4 separate regions of the Gossypium hirsutum genome follow, and regions 1, 3 and 4 are each linked to region 2. Evidence: chromatin contacts called from public Hi-C data. All regions are on one chromosome and are shown on one strand. Each heading gives the region's core, a stretch centred on a gene start, on an enhancer-like site or on the middle of the called end of the contact. The rest is flanking DNA. Distances are from core to core; before and after follow the strand shown.

What was found. Hi-C and Micro-C count contacts between places; a contact is called where the count stands out from the background.
Region 1: a contact with region 2 is called in a Hi-C map of leaf, with 1.6 times the contacts expected there. The contact joins the promoter of LOC107909586 here to the promoter of LOC107909583 in region 2. A contact is called at or near these places in 8 of 34 Hi-C or Micro-C datasets (anther, callus, fibers and 1 more).
Region 3: a contact with region 2 is called in a Hi-C map of leaf, with 4 times the contacts expected there. The contact joins the promoter of LOC107909587 here to the promoter of LOC107909583 in region 2. A contact is called at or near these places in 11 of 34 Hi-C or Micro-C datasets (anther, callus, leaf and 1 more).
Region 4: a contact with region 2 is called in a Hi-C map of leaf, with 1.9 times the contacts expected there. The contact joins the promoter of LOC107909579 here to the promoter of LOC107909583 in region 2. A contact is called at or near these places in 2 of 34 Hi-C or Micro-C datasets (both in leaf).

The regions. Positions count from the first base shown.
Region 1 is chrD02:62,870,189-62,872,888 of Gossypium_hirsutum_v2.1, reverse strand. It overlaps LOC107909586 (LEAF RUST 10 DISEASE-RESISTANCE LOCUS RECEPTOR-LIKE PROTEIN KINASE-like 1.5), which reads left to right and starts at 1,357. Exons shown (of 2, transcript XM_016837174.2): 1 at 1,357-2,700. The coding sequence starts at 1,489.
Region 2 is chrD02:62,999,438-63,002,137 of Gossypium_hirsutum_v2.1, reverse strand. LOC107909583 (protein PTST homolog 2, chloroplastic) reads right to left here and starts at 1,395. Exons shown (of 8, transcript XM_016837171.2): 1 at 561-1,395; 2 at 11-108. The coding sequence starts at 1,141.
Region 3 is chrD02:62,845,928-62,848,627 of Gossypium_hirsutum_v2.1, reverse strand. It overlaps LOC107909587 (pentatricopeptide repeat-containing protein At1g05670, mitochondrial), which reads right to left and starts at 1,408. Exons shown (of 3, transcript XM_016837175.2): 1 at 1,259-1,408; 2 at 575-772; 3 at 1-203. The coding sequence starts at 60.
Region 4 is chrD02:63,169,427-63,172,126 of Gossypium_hirsutum_v2.1, reverse strand. It overlaps LOC107909579 (3-ketoacyl-CoA synthase 6), which reads right to left and starts at 1,430. Exons shown (of 1, transcript XM_016837164.2): 1 at 1-1,430. The coding sequence starts at 1,257.

The DNA of each region.
Region 1 (2,700 bases), core at 108-2,607, 130 kb after region 2:
AGATTTTTCACCTTAGACAAATACTCTTTAATGGTTAGACTAGCCTTCTTGATCGAGTATAATGTATGATGCATACTCGAGATCTTGATACTTGACGTGATACCAAATCTTCTTTCAATAGTGGTCCAGACATCAAAACTTGTCTTAGCTACTGTGAGATGAACCAAAACCTCATATGTAATCGTCGATAGAAGCCAAGAAGCGAGAAATTTATCTTGCTTCTTATGAACAAGAAAGGCAAGATTGTCAACAAGACGACCATCAGCCTCTTCAAAAACCGCAGGAGGAACAGAAATCGTGCCCAAGACAAAACCTTCAAGCCCGTAACCTTCAAGAATCAGCAACAACTGATGCTTCCACAACAAGAAGTTATGTTCTGCAAGTTTGACCGTATCATGCTTGGCAAAATAATGAACTATGGATGATCCACCACTACCAAGATCATGCGACTGAGTTGCTCCACCAGTGTTTGAAGAATGACGCGGAGTATCAGCCCTTGGTATTGCCTCAATATCCATGAAGAAGAGAAGAGAAAAAGAAAACTATTAGATCAAAGGAAAAAAAATTTGGCTATTGATACCATGTTAAACTCTCAACATTTCAAAGAATACAGTCTTTTATTCATGCTTACATAAAACCAATTACAAGTATTTAAAGCATACAAACTCAACTAACAAACTTTAACTGAAGCATTAACAGCTGTTAACTAATAACCGATAGTAACTGAAACTCTTATTCCTAACATATGATGATTAAGTTGTATTCATAGACATATGATTTATAGAAAATGACCATATTTAGGATAAGTTTAGATAGACAATTGGGTATATGTGGTGTGTTTAGCTTTTTTTTTAATCATATGTTATAGTATCACCACAATATTTAATCTCATCGTCACCATAATTTTACATTAACCATAAGTAAATATAACATCCATTCAAATCCATTTTTAATTAACAAAATTTAAAGGAGTAGAAAAATCTCAAAAGATGTTATTGCTTATTAAGAATTTGGGAGACAGAGGAAAAGATAGTGTCCCGTGAACGGCGTGGAACTTGAGTGTTTCACGCAAATCGTAGGGTAAGGAGAAATTTCCCAAGGGATATCATGACTCCTAATATCCAATCATGTTAGATCTACCTTTAGTTTAATAAGTTCAAAGTCATCCTTTAATTAGGCCCAAAATTATATTATTTGGGTAAAAGTGCTTGCTTTGATAAAAGCTAAAGGAAGAGAGTAAGAAAGCAAAAAAACACAAGGCCTTGACCCTGTAATGTACCGTGTAGGGGCAGCTTTATTTTAAAATTTTGATTTTTGTCTTAACTACGCCTGAGTTCACGTGACAAGTTGTTCCCTCCCCCCAAAGACTCCAACAACCCAGGCAATTCATAGCTTAGGGACTAGAAACCAGATTCCCCTTCGAGTACTGATGACCCCTCTCACTTGCAACTGCAATTGCAAACTCTGCTCTTCTCCCATTTTCCCTTGATGCCTTCACCTTCACCACCATCCATCTCCTTACTATTATTAACCACCATCTTCTTCATCTCCTTTGAGTGGGTGGTGACAGAAGCAGCCACTCTACCTCATCATCCATGTTCCTCTACATCCCCATGCCCACCTTTCACTTCACCACCCCCTTTCCCTTTCTCTTTCTCTGCTGGGTGTGGTCACCCTTCTTTCCCCATCAATTGCTCCACTCCTTCCTCCACCATCTCTATTAACAACCTCTCTTTTTCTTTACTCTACTTCGATCCCAACTCCACTTCCCTCACTCTCTCTCCTTTGCCCCCTACTACCACTTCCCCTTGCTCTTCTTTCAATTTCCTTCACATCAATCTCTCTGGTTCCCCTTTTCGAATCTCCGATGCTTCTTGCTCTAGATTATCCATCCTCCGTTCTTGTTCCCCTTCAAATATCTCTAACTGCGACCAATGTGCCTGGGAATGTGGCATCACCAAACACCCACTCAAACTCTTCAATGACTGCGGACCAACCCGCCAACTTCCCGAGCAAGGCTGCCAACCTGATGTCCTGGGTTACCTCCAAAATTTCTTCTTTAAAATGGGTTTTCAAGTTGAATGGGACGAAGCTCAAGACTCTTACTTCTCTAGCTGCCGAGACTGTAAATTGAAGAACGGCATTTGCGGCTTCAATTCCTCCGACCCAAACAAACCGTTCCTTTGTTTCCAAGCCAAAGCCACCATTTCCCCTACTTTGATTCACGTAGATCACACTCATAGAATCGCAATCTTATCCTCTGTCCTCACATTAACTTGCATTTTCCTTATTTTTTCAGTAACCTTTGTTTTTTTCCGATCAAAGAAATTCAAATCTCAATCCGTAGAAGACCCCACTGCTTTGTTCCTGCGGCGTCACCGTTCTGCCAGTCTCCTCCCTCCCGTTTTCACCTACGAAGAACTCGAATCTTCCACCAATAAATTCGACCCAGAACGCAAAATCGGTGACGGCGGCTTTGGGTCAGTCTACTTGGGCCAACTCCACGACAACCGGATAGTAGCAGTTAAATACCTTCACAAAAACAACCAGTCAGGCAACACTTTATCATCCAAATTTTTCTGCAACGAAATTTTGATTCTTTCGTCAATAAATCACCCAAATCTCGTTAAACTTCACGGTTATTGCAGCGACCCCCGAGGGTTACTTTTGGTTTACGACTATGTTCCTAATGGGACCCTA
Region 2 (2,700 bases), core at 146-2,645:
GTATTGTCACCTTTGTCTCTGAAACCAATCCCAAAATTCACATTCCTTTCTCTCTCCAAGCGACTCAGAATACCCTCAACGCCACAATCATCCTTAGCTGCTACTTCTCTGAACAAACCAAAACTTTTGTCAAAAACCTACCCAGGACACAGAACTCCCAGGACTCCAGCATTCTCCCCTTTCCTCTAATTTCAAAAGGAGATAATTGGTTTGCAGGAAAAAGTATAAACTCATTCAAGGCAACACATTTATCTTAGCAGTTGTGTTTATATATCCCAAACATCACAAAAATATAAACAAAAGATTGATTCTTTTAACATCATAACGCAATCAATTTCAAATAATATCTCACAAGCAATATCAAGTCCAAGCAAATCACCTTTTACACAGCAATGAAAGATTAAACATTTGTAACAATTCGTTCTAAACACGGGAATGGTAAACTACAAAGAATAAATTTCAACAAGGCATTCGAATAACAAGTGCAATAACTAACTTTTCCACACAAGAAAAATAAAAATACATTAAGCAAATAAAATCCCAAGAATTAAAGATCTCACAGTGATCTACCAGACGAGGAGGTTGAGCTGGAAGAATTAACAGCCAAATAAGAAGCCCCACTAATTTCAGCTTCACTTTGAGCCCTTTCTTGAAAAGTCTGGTTATCCCATTTCTTCTCCTTCTCCAGAAGGTCCCAATCCTTAACACCAGCTTCTGGGAACCCTTTTTCTTGAAATCCATGTTCATCATCATCATCCAAGTCCCAGCCCATAGCAAGCCACCCTCCTTGTCTCTTAATCCCCTCAACCAGATCCATCCTCCCAGCATCAACCAGCTCTTTCTTGCTTGGAAAAGCCTCAGGTTTGTCACTATTTTTCATGAACTCCAATATATCTGCCTCCAATGCTAAATCCCCGTCGTTGTCCCACCCTTTCTTGCAACAACAAGACCACCAAGAAACCCTTTTCTTATCTTCCCCAAACACCAACCCGCGAACAAGATTCAGCTTCAGAGACACCGAATTCCCTTTGTTCCCTGGGTTAATCTCGCAGAAACAGGATGGGAAAACCCGAGCACGGAAGTGCGTTAAAAACGAATGAGGCGAGACAAAAGTATAGGTGGAGGAGGTGAAGGTGGCCATGATTCTGGCATTTCTCCAAACACTTGCTGACGGTAAAAAAGAAAAAGGAAACAGAAAACTAATTACAAAGATTCATCTTCAGGTATCTTAGGCGTGTAGAGAGGGAAGAGGGGGAAAGAAATGATAGGAAGAAATCAATAAAAGGAAAAGGGTAAAGGAGAGAGAGAGGGGGGATTAGGCAAGAAACGAACAATACTACCGAAAGGCGTAACCTTCATTTAATGCGGAGGTGGTGGAGCACCGTTTTAGTTGTATTTTGGGCGGGCAAATTTTCACTAATAATCAATACTTTTTACTACTTCAACTCCATTTTCTTTTAATTAATTCTTCCCCTTTTTTCGAAATTTTTGGGATGAAACATTTTCTTCTTTTCAAGTGGATCAAATATATTGTTAACCCTTTTCCCACATTGCTAATCTCTTAATATGCCATCATATATTGTGTATTTTTTTACTTAATAAGGACTAATTTGACCAGAATATTTATTTAGTTATATAATTTTATTTTTACACATAAGTATCAGATAAGTTTTATACTCATAAGTTGAATAAATTTTATTAATAAATTAATTTAATACAATAAATATTTTAATACAATTGGCATGCCAATAGGGTCATATGTAGAAATTAGTTTAGTTAGTTGTTGAGTAGTTAAGAATTAGTAATGACTTAGTTGCATGGTTAGGTAGCTAGCTAAGTAGTATAAATAGACATATTTTAATTTAATTCAGTGGTGAATGAAGATTTGGATGCATTCTTTACATGGCAAGTATTGTATCTTTGACATGCTATCAATCCCAAGTTTCGATCTTTCTCTTGGTCTCCATGGCTGATTTCTTCAATCTTGCTTATTTTTTCCTTGCAGGTTACTCGTTCGTATAAGGCCTGGTTGTTTTTTAGTGGACCTTGTTATTGGGCCATTCTGTTTTGCTTTTGGGTTTTCCTCTGATTTGTTTCATTTTCTTTCTTTTTGCGTTCTCAATAATGGCGTCGTTGTCTCTCAGCCATGGATTCTACAGTCATCAATTTCACACATCCTCTTTAACTGCATCCATCTGATATACCGGGAAGTCTGCTTGTTTCTCACCACCTAACTGGTCTCAAGAATTATAGCCTTTGGAGTTTTCAATGCGAATCATGTTGTTGGTGAAGAATAAATTAGGGTTTGTCAATGGAGATTGTGGTAGAGATGATTTTGATGTTTCTCTTCATCCCCAATGGGATCGCTGTAATGCAATTGTTCTTTCTTAGATTCTCAATATTGTCAATACTGAGCTTTCGGCAGGATTAGACTTTGCCTCAAGTGTAACACTTGTTTGGCAAGATTTGAGAGAACGTTTTAGTAAGATTGATGGTTCACAGATTTTTTTCCTCCATTGTGATATCGCTATGCTTACTTAGGGAGATTCTTCTGATTTTGCATACTTAACGCGGCTCAAGCTTTTGTGGGACAAGTATGCTGCGTTAGTTCCAATTTCTTCCTGCAATTGTGCGAATTCACAACAGAATTTGCAACATGTTCTTCAATAGTTCTTGTTTCAATTCTTAATGGGACTCAAT
Region 3 (2,700 bases), core at 159-2,658, 150 kb after region 2:
ATAACAATGAGATAAGAGCTGGAAACAATGGCTCAGAGAAGAGACAGCAAACTTGATCATCTTTGCAGGAAAAACCCATCACGAGAAATTTTGAAAAATCTTTGTTCAAGAAGACAACAATTCCTCTCCATGAAGAAGAAACAGAATGAAGGAACTTTCTCATCACACCATCATAAGGAGAATGCAAATTATCATGGTAAAAGCTGCATATATTAGGATAATAATAAATAGACGTTAGCATGGTAGCAAATCAGTGAAATCACATTTTCAGCAACACTCAATCATTACTAAATGCTAAGTGATATGAAATGCCCACTAATATCATCATTAAGCAACACATTAAATTGATATCCACAAATTTATCACTCTTCTCATTTGAGCTAAACTTTGTACATAAACCACATGTCATTATGGAGGTGAAGTCAATAGTTAAACAATGAAGGTAATCATTTTAACAAAAATGTTGGTTCACCTCTCTGACTTGTGCAATCAGTAAACATTTCTAATGAATTTGAAATTAAAGAAAAAAGAATATATAAATCAAATACTATTTAAACAGTGAAATTTGAAGTACCTTGTTTTCTCCTTTCAGCAAAACATATTTCTCCCAGTAAAAACTGCTATAGGGAAACGAAAGAATTATTTAGCTAATGACGCCTTTATTCCATATGGTGATAGAAGTCACAAAGATCAACACCTCAAGCAAGCCGTATGCAAAACGTAAACGCTCATACATCAAGATTTCAACAGCATCTTGTTCAGTGGCCTTTTCCTGATGATGGAGAAAACACTAATGTTAGTTAACTGCTGAAATCCAAGATTCAGTTCTACTACTGGAAACTTACAAAGAGCCTATTCAATCACCTCTAAAATGTCAAAGCTAGATAAATATATCATCAGTTCCTACTGTTTGTGAAGGAAAATAATTTCAAACCATGTACTAATGAAAGCATCTAATTTCAACAGCTTAACAACAAATGTACCCTTTTTCTATACCGATATGAATAGTTCTAGGCAATTCATCAAACATAAGGAGAGTAAACTTTAGATTCTTTACCATACGCAATCCAACACAAAAAAACAATTCCTATAATTCTATAATCTCAATTGAATCCATAGAGAAACCCAAGAAACGGCTGGAACAACACATTGCGGCAGATTTTAAAGAGCACCTCAAAGAAAGAAAGAAAAAAGTCGATGGCATAGAAAATAAAATAAAGAAAACCCATTAACAGGAAAACGTGAATGCGACTGATACCTTGAATTCGAAGAAAACCAGTAGGAAGGTGCTTCAGTTGGTCTCCTAGTTCCAAAAGAGGCACGAAGATTTTGCTTCCGCTGTTCGGCTACAGAAATAAAAGAGAGACCAAATTGCAGTTGGTGAGTTGCCAGTTGGGACAGTGCTTCATCGTAGGGGTTGGGCTTCTATATGATTTTCTCGGCTTCTATTGGGCTTTATATTTGTTACAGGCCATCAAATCAAATTCAGTTGGGAGTTGGAAACTGTATAAATATATGTAGTAATTCATATTCTCTACTAAAAAGAATGCGAGTACTAATAAAACTAATAAAATAAATAAATTTTCTAAATAATTTTATCTACTTATTCTAATATTTCATATTTGTTAAGTTATTCTCTCTTTAACATTAAACATAAACTCATTATTATTAATAATTGATCCTCAATCTAAGTATAAAGATAGATTTTGTGACTTTTGCAGCCTCAGCTTTGGAAAGTTGGCTTCAGACCTAACTTCCAAACCTTCCAAGTATATATGCCCTTTTTGTCAATCAAGTTCACCCTAACCGATGAGTTTTGTCGAATATGATTCTAGGATGCAAGAGGAAGAGGAGAAAGAGCTATCATTTCTTTTCTAAGCCTCAGGAAAATGATATGGCTCAGGCCTTTCGCTAGTCACATTTCAAGTACCCTTCCCTTGAGGGTTTTGGGAATTTTACCATCATATAGAAAATGGTCACAACCATCTTGGCCATTCACATTATTGGCCTATCGAAGATTGTATTATATGCAGTCAGATGGTCTACCACTAAAAAGTCAATCATCTTTGTGACTGTATGTTCATTGCCCAATACCATTGGGAGGGTGATAGATTCCTTAACCATGATTGGCTGATTGGCGAAACCATATACTGGACTAGCTTTCATTAATGTTGTGTCCTTAAGACCCATCTTGTGAAAGGCCTTGGCTGTTAAAATGTCCACCAAACTCTCAATGTCTACTAGGATTCTATTAACCTAAAAGGTTGAAATGGTGGCTGAGACAATAAGAGGTCATCTCCAATAGTTTTATTTCATATTAGTAATTTCATCCTGAATTTCAAGATTTTAATTTAGATTTGATTTTTTTTCAGGATGAAAATACTAAAATTTAGGATGAAAATGCTGATGTGGGATAAAACTATTGGAAAAGTGATACAGATGACGTAGCATCATTGTTTCATACAATCTTTCCCTAGTAACATAGTATTAGTTTTGTCAAAAGAAGAAGACACTTCCTCTAAAGAATCATATTCTAAAAATAAAAAGCATAAAAAATCTGAAAAACAAAAAAGAACTTATACTTATCAACAAAAATATGATTTCCAATCCTATAAACAACTTATAGAACATTGGAAGAATAAATTTACTAAGACACCTGATAAAAATGAAAGAATAGAATATCTAAAACTAATAGAACAA
Region 4 (2,700 bases), core at 181-2,680, 170 kb before region 2:
CAATGTCATCCTGGATGCCTCTACGTGTTCTGCTGACAGCTGCAGGTTCTTTTGCAGTTCATCTATCACTGCTCGCCCTCCAGCATGGATGCAGAAGTGCTCAAACGCCAGCTTGAAGTCTGGGATATAAGGCTTCCACTTGGGGTTGAAGACTTTACGCCCGATCAGAGTGAGAAGAAATAGGAGTTGTTCCGACCCTGGAAGCACCAAAGGCCCTATTGTGGTAATGTTGGATTTTAAAGCCTCTCCAGCTATAGCCATGAGATCTTTAGATAATGATATCCCAACTTTGCCGTCTTTGTCTTCTTCTTCAAACACGCATCGGTAGGCCTTGTCATCGGCCCCTTTGTGGGTTCGAACAACGTGGACAAGTCGGTACTTGGCTCTCCGCCTCTCTGAGCGGCGGTTCGACAACAGGATTGCTGCGCCACCCATGCGGAAGAGACAGTTGGGAAGGAGCATAGCTCTTTCATTCCCCTGGTAGTAGTTGGGAGTGATGATCTCTGTGCTGACAACAACTGCATTAGAATTCGGGTGTACTTGGAGAAGATCCCGAGCTAAATCAATGGAGATAAGCCCCGCACTGCACCCCATTCCCGAAAGATTAAAGCTCTTAATGTTACTCCTCAGCTTGTATTTGTTGATCACCATAGCAGACAAAGATGGCGTGGGGGAGAAGAGACTGCAGTTGACAATAAGAATATCTATGTCTTTAGGTTTCAGCCCCGTTTTCTTGAACAACGAATCCATAGCTGAGAAAATAACAACCTCAGCCTCGCCTCTAGCGGCCTCCATGGTTGGCTTTGGAGGGATGTAATGAATAGCAGGAGGCAAACAAGTCTCTTCACCCAGCCCAGACCGTTCCAGAATCCTCATCTGGAACTCCACGCTCTTAGGATTGTTGCTCAAAATCAACCTGGAGTGCTCCATGAAAGTAGCAAAAGGAACCCTGCAAGTCACAGGAGGCTTGTAGCATGCATAATCCACAAGGTAGATGCATCGTGGCTTGGACATGAAGTAAACAGTGGCAATAAAAATGATGAAGAAAGAAGAGCACAATATCTGAATAAGATCAAAATGGAGGGAGTTCCATAGGTTAACAATCTCTTGAGGGCCTAAACGAACAACTTCAATAAGGATACCAACCATGACAGGAACCAACAAGAGAGTAAGAAAATGATCCACAACGTATTGGTAGCCAAGCTTAACATACTTAAGCTTGACAGAGCTGGAGAAATCGGGCGAGGCTGGAGGCATATTGCAAGAGATAGAGAAATAATTAAGAAGATAAGAAAAAGAGGTGTGGGTACATAAACGGAGCAGAGGAGAGGGAGGATTTAAAGGCAAAAAGGAAGAAGCAAAGAGGGAGAGGGTCAGTGGGCAGATGAGAGGAATAAATGAAGCAGTGGCATCACTCAACGCTCACTTAACTCCCTCAATTAAATTTTCCTAACTCCCTTTATATCCGTGTTCTAACTAAATACTTGCTTTCACCAATAACCTCTCTTTTGCTCTATCCGTCTCCTTTAATTTTGTGCGTACTTGGTTTTTCTTTTTCATTAATTATAACCAACCTTCTCATCCCCTCTGTTTCTTCTTTCTTCGCACTCCATCTCTCACCCTTCATTGTTTTAGGTCTACATTATTTAGTTAGTCTTTAATTTTCTTTTTTACTCAATAATAATAATCATATCTTTTAAGATTTTTATATAAAAAAAGTTCTTTATTTCCAACAACTTATACACTTCTCATTTTTAAAATTCAACCTTAATTTTTGAAGGTTTATTTGAATTTCAATTTATAATCTAATAAAATATATAATTTATTTTAATGAAGTTGTAAAATAGAATTAACCAGTTTATGAAAAAGGAAAAAGTAAACAGGGTTTTAAGATTTTGTACTTGTCTTTTATGTTCCAAGTGGCACTTATTTCGCAATCATCCATTAGGAAATTTATAAACACATGTGATGTAAATAAATGATTAGTTTTAGAAGGAAAAAAAAGCATCATGCAACCAAAATATATGTTATTTTGACTTCAACAAATTCATCTCACCAAATTTGGGGGATATTAATGTCCCCACTGTGAAAAACAAGTCAAAGTAAGCCGTGGGTATCAACTTTTTAAGTACTCTCCCTTCTGATTATTATTTGTTTAAATAGCTTGCGACTCATATGATGTGTAGATTATGTTTAGTTATTTACATTTTAATATTTTTTAAGTGTAACACAATTACAAAAATAAATATGAGTAATTATAATTATTAAATTATTACAAATTAATTCCCAACATGTAATGTCCTAAAATTCTTATTTTTTTAATTGTTAAATCATGTCAAGTAAATTAATTTGGTTCACTAGTTAAGTGTTCTGTTTAAGTGTTAAGGTCATTTGTTCAAATCATTTCCAAACCACTATTCTTGAACATCTAACTTATATATTATTTTTGCTCAATTATTGATAAGAATGAATTTGTTGGTTTAGTGATAAGTTTTATCTTACCTGGAGGTCTTGTGTTTGAATCTTTGTGCATGCAAAGCAAAAAATATTTTTGCAATTTCCTTTGCCTATGGCGCCAAGGAGATAAAAGTGGTGTTGAAATCAAATTCTTGGAAAAATCCACTATGGGTAGATTTTCTAAATTTTTTTTAATTTCCCAAAAATATTCCTAAAATCTCTCCACTTTCTACTGTCCCTCTT